Regions from separate parts of the Mus musculus genome. Here region 2 is linked to region 1. The links are chromatin contacts, called in public HiChIP or PLAC-seq maps. All regions are on one chromosome and are shown on one strand. The core of a region is the stretch at or near the end of the contact, and the rest is flanking DNA. Distances in the headings are between cores, read along the strand shown.

The links. HiChIP or PLAC-seq counts read pairs in DNA pulled down with a chosen protein or histone mark.
Region 2: an H3K4me3 HiChIP or PLAC-seq map of embryonic limb bud shows a contact between it and region 1, with 2.6 times the contacts expected there. The contact joins the promoter of Dnm3os here to the promoter of Zbtb37 in region 1. A contact is called at or near these places in 1 of 39 promoter capture datasets (cranial neural crest), 1 of 115 datasets of contacts at active chromatin or transcription factors (embryonic limb bud) and 1 of 9 other capture datasets (adipose tissue).

The regions. Positions count from the first base shown.
Region 1 is chr1:161,032,711-161,036,827 of GRCm38.p6, forward strand. Zbtb37 (zinc finger and BTB domain containing 37) reads right to left here and starts at 2,139. Exons shown (of 5, transcript NM_001356489.1): 1 at 2,068-2,139; 2 at 1,378-1,574; 3 at 1-51. The coding sequence starts at 23. Gas5 (growth arrest specific 5) reads left to right here and starts at 1,891. Exons shown (of 11, transcript NR_166052.1): 1 at 1,891-2,009; 2 at 3,042-3,094; 3 at 3,273-3,304; 4 at 3,498-3,534; 5 at 3,839-3,869; 6 at 4,110-4,117. LOC115487643 (a small nucleolar RNA gene) reads left to right here and starts at 2,684; the gene lies at 2,684-2,763. It overlaps LOC115487678 (a small nucleolar RNA gene), which reads left to right and starts at 3,140; the gene lies at 3,140-3,201. It also overlaps LOC115487638 and LOC115487644.
Region 2 is chr1:162,215,961-162,220,077 of GRCm38.p6, forward strand. It overlaps Dnm3os (dynamin 3, opposite strand), which reads left to right and starts at 1,663. Exons shown (of 1, transcript NR_002870.2): 1 at 1,663-4,117. All of the region lies in intron 14 of Dnm3 (dynamin 3), which reads right to left. Mir199a-2 (microRNA 199a-2) reads left to right here and starts at 1,854; the gene lies at 1,854-1,963.

The DNA.
Region 1 (4,117 bases), core at 889-3,388:
TTCCCACTTTTCTCCATGGTCATGCCTGAAAGCACAGGCAGACATTCAACCCTGCTGAAAGAGCAAAGCACAGTCTTAGTACTAGTTTGACTCCCTTTGTGCTTTTTAGTTCAAACATCCCTACAAATGGAAAATCTTTCCATGAGTGCCAGCTACACATACGTAATTTTAGCGCTTGGAAAACCGAAGAGGCAGGAGAATCATGAGTATGGGCTAAATAAGTGAAATCTTGTCTCAGGGAGAAAAAAAGAATTCTTCATATAGAAAGAGAGATCTTCCTTATGTTTGGATGTAGAAACAGAATTGCCAGCAGGTGTTTTGTTAGTAATAAGGCTGGCCTCAAACTCCTGATCCTACCTCCTAAGTGCTAGGATTACTGTAAGCTGCCGAGCCTGGTACAAGGTATTTTAGATTTCACTGTAAAATGTAATTAACACACAAAAAAGTGACTGCTACACTGCGAAAAATTCAAGCTATGCCCATACTTTATTAGTAGACTATATAAAATAAAGACAGGAGTTCACTAAGAAGGGGCATCAAACACATACAGATTGGGTATAAAGTCTAATATCCTACATGAATGGTCGCTATTATCACTACTTTTCCCCATGAGACAGTGTCCCTCTATATAGCTCTGGATGCCCTATAACTTGCTCAGTAGACCAGACTAGCCTGGAACTTAGCGATCTACCTCCAGGAATGCTAGAATTAAGCCACCCACCAGATATTTGTTTTTGACAGGGTCTATGAAGCCCAGGCTATTCCTGGAACTCACTATGTAGACCATCTGGTTTCTAACTCAAAAAGAGCTGACTGCTTCTGCTGAGATTAAAGAATGCTCGTGTTAGAGGTGTTTGACTACCATGCCCGATTAGGCCCATATTTTTAAGCTTACCAGTTTGAGCTCCCACTTTTTGAATATGGGACTCTGAGGTGACTCTGAGAAACATTCCACAGCCCTGTCAGCATTCAATTCACATGCAGAGAATTTGTGGCCTAGTTGCCAGAGTTAGCAAAAACTAAGTAATACTTTTTCTCCCCAACAAACTTGAAACTTGGGTATTCCAAAGTGGTGATGCTACTTTGACTGGGAAAGTTGGTTTCCCACAGCTGCTGACAAAAATAAAGCCTGAAATTTCACACCACAAAGACTGCAATTGCATCAAATAGTCTTAATTAGTTGAGGGTAGTTCCAGTATACCACAAGGATTTAGGCTCACCGTGCATCCAATGTTTCTCTAAATTTATGAGACTACACAGCACACCAGGAAGTAGTCCGGACAAGCTCACTTTATCACCTCGCATTTACAATACACTTATTGAGTAAACAGGTAAGTGCAAACACGGCTTTCAAGACGCAACTTTAACCAATCTGACCTTTTTCCAAAGCGTTATTGTTTGTTTTGAAACTTTTAATCCATTAAGTGCCTCTGTCGATGCCATCACGAATTCAGATGTTTATTTTGGAGCCTACACCAGCGCCTTTTTTGTTTGCTCTTTCCAGCGATTCCCCAGTGAGGAGGAAGCCCCTGGAGTAAAGTCTTTCTCTAGCGTCGGCACTGAAGGGGCGAGAGCTGTAAAAGGGAGAATCGGGAACGCTGGGGTTGGCCAGTCGGGTACTGGGGAGGCCTCTATCAGTGTCAAGAAGCATGGGAAAAGGGGGACCTGGCTAAGCGAGGAGGTGGCACAGATGCCGGGAAGCTCGACAGGAGCAGAGCCCCGCGGCAAGGGAGTTGCGGGCGCACAGGTGAGGCGCGGGACCGGGAAGGGGGCGGCGCCCCGGGATCGGTCTAGGGCGGCGGAGGTTGCCGGGGCGGGGGTGTGTCTGGGTGTGGCCCCGGCGCGCGCGCGGGGTCCTGAGGGAGGGGCTCGCCAAGGGGGCGGGCCCGCGAGCTCGACAGCCCGGAGCCAAAGGGGCGGAAGGTCGCCGAGTGCTGGGAGGGGAGGTGGGGCAGCGACTGAGCGCCGCAGGAGCTGGCTGCAACCCAGACGCGGCCCGGGAGCGTCGGGTATGAGCTAACGGGGCGGGGGTGCGGGGAACGAGCCCAGTCAAGGAGCAGCACCTACCTCCGGGGGTGGAAATGGGCCGGAATGGGCCGGAACACCGTCCCGGAAGTGAAACCCCCCGCCCCCTCCTCCGGAGCGAGCGACGTGCCGGAAGGAAATCAGTCACCCTCACCCCGCCCCACCCCCAGCGCTTTCCTTGCAGGAGCCCCCTCCCCTCAGCCTGTACTCCTCAGGGAGGCGGAGGGCGGGCCTATCGTGCCCGCGGCAACTCCGCCCTCCGGGCTCTCGGGGGCGTGGCCAGAGGGAAAGTTTTGTGGGCCTGAAGAAGGTGGGGCTTGAGGAGGAGTCTGAGGGCGTGTGAGGGGCGGGGTTTAAGTGGACGCAGCAAGCAGCTTTGCGTCTTGACGTCACGAAGACCTTATATACTCGACTCAGCCGCCATCTCAGCCTTTCGGAGCTGTGCGGCATTCTGAGCAGGTATGCAATTTCCTGAGTATGTTATGGCTTCGGGCCTTGGAGGCTGAAGCACTGGAAGCTGGTGGGATTCCCGGCGCAGCCGGTGAGCTTAGTTCAGGGCACAAGCTGGAAACTTTAGGAGGTTGGTTCTGCGTGTATTTGTGACATAAAATAGCATTGGGTTTTGGTCTGGACACCAGACAAAGACGACTCAGCATGCGTGTTCATGCTATGATGAAGGCTATGTTGGTAGGGACAACTGAGCTTGTTGATGAATACCAACGATTCTGATGGCAGAGCATGCTGAGTCACCTCGTGCACGGTTCAACGGGGGTGGAATGCGAAGCCACGCGGTGTTTCTTTCGCGATCACCATGGGATGAAGGCTTTTGCTAGAGATTGCCAGCAGGCCTTAGTCACTAACAAAGAGGACGATTGCTCTTGGGAAGTACCTGGATTAGAGACTTATATGTAACTGCTGGATATGTGCAACTCAACAGTGCCTATGTGGACGGAGTTCTTTGTAAGACAGGTCCATTTTGTGGAAGTAGAACTACTAAAGATTAACATTTTTCTTAGGAATGGCAGTGTGGACCTCTGTGATGGGACATCTTGTGGGATCTCACAGCCAGGTAACTCAGTGGGGGAGGGGCATGACTAGAACATAATGACCACAAAGCCCATGATGGTATGAGAGTAGTGGACAGAAGGGATTTCTGAAAAACACTTTTCTGAGGCTTTAATTCAGCTACTGGAAAGGGTTTAGTTCCGTGAAGAAGGGGACTGACTGTTCACATCTCTTATTTCCAGTTCTGTGGCAAAGGAGGATGAAGGCTTACGAGGTGAGTACTGAATAGTAATGAGAAGTTAGGTTGAAAGGACAGTGCCACAATGATGACATCATATTTGCTACTCTTGACAGCTGGGGTGACGATAGCTTTAAACCACCATGATTATAACTGAGGCACACAAAATAATGATTTGGGGGCTACTTACAGAGTAAGCAGTTTTTACATAAAGATTCCCCCCCCCCAGGACTCGTCAGGAAGCTGGATAACAGAGCGAGCGCAATGTAAGCAATTTTGTGTGTGCATGTGGTCCCATTACAAGGAATACCCAATGGCAAATGAGCACTAAAGATCCCTCAACCCACACATTGAATGTATTGTTCCCTGAGAGCAATTGTAGATAGAGGAGTGGGTGGGAAGTCTGAAGTCAGGGCATTGTTTCTGCGTATCTGAGGAGGCTGGTTTTTGATATGTGGGAGCTAGTGGTCGTTAACGCATTTACCCCCTATTTGGTGGACTCTGGTTCCCCCATCTTAAGTGCTGAGTCAGGGGCCTAACCGGGCAGCTTTAACTATTTGTTTGTTGTAGGTGCTAGAATAGAAGACCAGAAAATGAAATGGTAAGTCAAACTAAAGGAATTGTAGATGCTAAACAGGCTTGGCTTTGTTGCACTCTGCCAAATACTGGCCACGTGTTCCATCCTGGTCATAGCTGAACACAGCCTGCATGATGACGAACAAATACTGACTACCTGAAGATCTTATTAGCTCTATCTGATGGTGGGCTTCCTTGACATTTATTGTGGGGCAAACTCAAATCTGTTGACTGCATTGAAAAGCTCTTTAATGTTTTTTTCTAGGTGGAGTT
Region 2 (4,117 bases), core at 413-2,912, 1.2 Mb after region 1:
GCCCTGAGGGAAACGGCAGCTGACTCACACTGCGCTCCCCTAACCACTCTCAAATAGTCCCTAAAGAAGGAGAAGGAGGCCGGTAAGAAGACACTAATAGGAAGCATTCCCCTGGCTTGCATCAACTATTTAATCCTGTGTCAACCTGGTGTATTTAACCTGACATAAACCTCTTTGCTCTATCATAAGCTTCTAGATAAAGTACTCTGACTTAATCTTCTTCACAAGGGCTTGGGACCACTTTTGAACCGTTTGTGGTACATCAATTTAAAAGAAACCATGTTAGGAAAAAATAAATAAGTTAAGGCGGCTCTCACTTGAAGCATTTTGAAACAGCCAATATAGATTTGTACATCTCAAAAGTGTCATAGAAGGCAGGTACAAATAAGTTGTTCGGGCTCTAATTCTTACAAAAATACTATAGCCCTTCATCCTGTGAGTTAGATTTAGAAAATCTCCCACATTGTGACCTCTACAAGGCCAATTGATAAAGCTCTTATTTGAGACAAAAATCTAATATCAATCAGAATACAGTGGAAAACAAGTTAGGGGACCTCATGTTCACAACATTCAACAGCCTACATAATTTGAAACAGTTAACAACTGGGACAGAGGACTAGAGGCCAAGCGAGCTGAGAGTTTGTAAGTGGTCAAGCTTCACTGGGCCAGTTTCAACAGATTTACTTAACCAGAGATAAACCTCATCATCAGAACACCATGTAAACAAAACAAAAGTATTCAAACAGAATTGGGAGTAGCCAGCAGGATAAAACAATGCTGTCCTTAACCGTGTGGCTCTACCAGAGGGAAATGTTCAGAAAAGAGCGGTACAGCAGTGTGGGTGCTTGAAGTCTAAACTTTTTAACATTTCCTTAGGTAAGGCTATAGAACGGCATGCAGAGAGCCAGCCAAGAGAGCTGAGGGAGGGAGACGAGGAAGGCCACATATGGAACTAATTACTCATGGAGAGGCCATGACAAAGAGCATTTCTCCAGACTTTTCATGGGGGCTTCACTTTCAGGAAGTTGCTGTAATTACTGCTCAAGTCTAGAGCAGCCTGCAAGCTGCTGACAGGTCCAGCAGAAAAGGAGGAGGAGGAGGAGGAGGAGGAGGAGGAGGAGGAGGAGGAGGAGGAGGAGGAGGGAGAAGGGGGAAGAGGAGGAAAAGAAAGGGGGGAGCCCCAACTTATCTGACCTCACTAAGGAGTAAAATACAAGAAAACAAAGTATCGCAGGAAAGTTAAAAAAAAAAAAAAAGGCCTCGAAGTTTGCCTGCTTAACAGTGTTTGACTTTCTGCTTACTGCTTTGTCATCTTTCTATCTTTAAATTACTTCTTCAGCCCAGATCAGGCAACAAATTTGTACTTCTACTCTCAACTCACTTTCGGTTGGCCACAGCAGAACTGTACATCTTGCCTTTTTTTTTTTTTTTTACAGCTTTTCCATACTGGGGCCCCACTTCCTGCCCAGTTGAGGGAAAAAATCTGGCCTGAAGATGAAATGACTGCTTAACATTACACGAAAACATCTGGTACCATTTTATGCACAGACCCATGTCTGAGAGCAGGCGATTCTAGCGGTCTCTCCAGCGGCACAGCGCATACCCAAACCTCCCCAGGGTGACATCATCCCATATATGGACTCTCCAGCCCAGCCCTCCCCCTTTTCCTGGTCCTAAATTCATTGCCAGTTCCCTAGTCTGCTGCAAATGTGCCACGTCAAGACTGGAAATCACAGCCCTTTAGTGTGTCTCAGTCGATGCAGCAGACAGGGTTCAGGGGGGAAGCTGAACAAGCCCCTGGTGCAGGAAGACAGGCTCTCCCCAGCCCCGGGACAGGATTTTCCACACACCGATGGAAGCTTCAGGAGATCCTGCTCCGTCGCCCCAGTGTTCAGACTACCTGTTCAGGACAATGCCGTTGTACAGTAGTCTGCACATTGGTTAGACTGGGCAAGGGCCAGCAACGCCATGGACGGCTGGGGACACAATGTGCTGCTTCCAAGGAGAGGACAGCTGGGTGCTCCTTTGTTGAATCTCATATCCAGTGTTTCTCTTCACAGGTTTTGCAAACTAGGGACCAAGAAGCCCTCAGGGACTCTGCCAGGGGAGAGGACTGCTCCAGGGAAGACCAGCGGGTAAGGCCTCTGGGATTGCGTACCTGGTCTGTGATTGGGGAACTAGATAGAGATCCCATCACCTGTGTGAAGACGCTGGAGACACTGAGCTAAGGGACAGATAACCGTGAACTTAACTTTCAAAAGAGCAAGGTCGTATGGTAAATTGTGATTTTCTGTGTGTTTTTTATAAGTCTAAATGTTGATCGTTCAAATGCTTTCTTAAATGTAAGGGTCTTCCGCTTCAAAATAAAAGGTGGGGAAAAAAACCTCACTCCAGACAAGTAGCAAAAACTGAACGAGACTTAGTTTTGAATGGTTGAAACTGATAATTCAGAGACTTAAACTCGAGCATGGATGAGCTATGTATGCAACCTCTAACACTCCAGGAATGAATGCATTTTGCCCTAAAGGAAAAAAATGCAATTTTCAAAACTCTTGTATGAACAGGGAGCTTTTCTGTTTATCTATATAATAGAAACACCAGAAATAATAGTACCTAACGATAAGAAGCAGTCTAGTCTTTTGTTTTTTGCTTTTTTGTTTTGTTATTTTACTATCAGACAATGCAAACGCACTTAGCCAGAGATGAGGGCCCAAGTGCCAAACCCACATCTTACTGACTCAGCAACTTAGCAGGCCAGGGGAATAGCGCTCTGTCTTTAGTGGGCTCACTAGATAACATTGAAATTGTTCTTCTAAAATCCAAGAATGGCTGATACTTGCTGGTCAGCTGAGCCTGCTGGCCCATCTTTTTTTTTTTTTTTTTTTTTTTTTTTAACAAGGCTCTCACTTGTCCTGGGCCTTTGAAATGATAAGGCACGTTGTCTAAAAAGATGCTGATAAAACAGGAATTTGTAAACGAAGGCAAAAGTTTTCTTTGGTCAGTTTCCAGCTGTCCTGGAGGTGAAGGAGAGTGGGGGAGGTAGGCAGACTGGAAGCAAGAAAACTTCCTCTGGCTGAATGAAATACTGAAAGAGAAAATACTAGAAGAATCTGGGTCACTAAGTAAGCTGGGAGGTTTGTATTGAGCATCAGCGGTGGCTCCGTTAAAGAAAGTTCTGGGAGAAAATGTTGCTGCTGTACCCATAAAGTCTCGCCTTTCATTTATTTTCACCCCTGGAAAATTTCATTCCACATTCTATGGGATGAAATATTATCTGCTCATTGAGCTTTCTGTGCAAAACGAATACACTGTCTTTTGTCTTTTAAAGTGTGAATCTTTGTCTAAGTTACACATTCTCCAATAACCCAAAGGAGAGTGCAAACTCTCCTTAGTAAAATACTATAGTATAGCTGCATCTCTGAGTTTTCTTCTTACAATTTTTATTTTTAAAAAATTATGCTTCATATAATCCCAAAACTGGTATCTTGGTCATAAAATTTTCTGATGAATTATGGCAATTAAGTAAGAAATATAGCGGGGGACATTTAACTGCTTGTCACTTAGGTGAAACAGGCGAGGCACCATTCATTGTTCTGTGAGAGTTGAAGAATCTTAATTATTTTTAAAAGAAGAGTTGAGATTATATATATATACACACATACATATCACTTTGTTTGCACAGGAAATTAAAAGCACTATTAGTTCACTTATGGAAGTTGTGTGTCTCAGGAAACACACTTTCTTGACTAACGCGTCACGAAAGAGGACAGAGAAGAATCACTTGGATCATATTTAAGATTTCTCTAATTTTGAGGGCCTATTGTATACTAGAAATAATTGAATTTTATAACTTGCCTTTATTTAATGATATTTAATTTAAAATTTTCTCTTCATATTAAATGCATTTTTTTTAATTTCAAGAAGAATAACCTTTCTTCACAGGTCCCTTCCCTATTTCTCCCATGGGACAGTTTTTAGTCTGAAGATACAAAGGGCATAAGGGTGATTCTCCTGTAAGTTCAACAGTAAAAAGTAACAATTTCTTTGTAAACCCGGAGTCTCTGCCTGTTCTTGGTTGGAGTTCTAACACACCATTTTCAAGGAAAATTCTAAATGA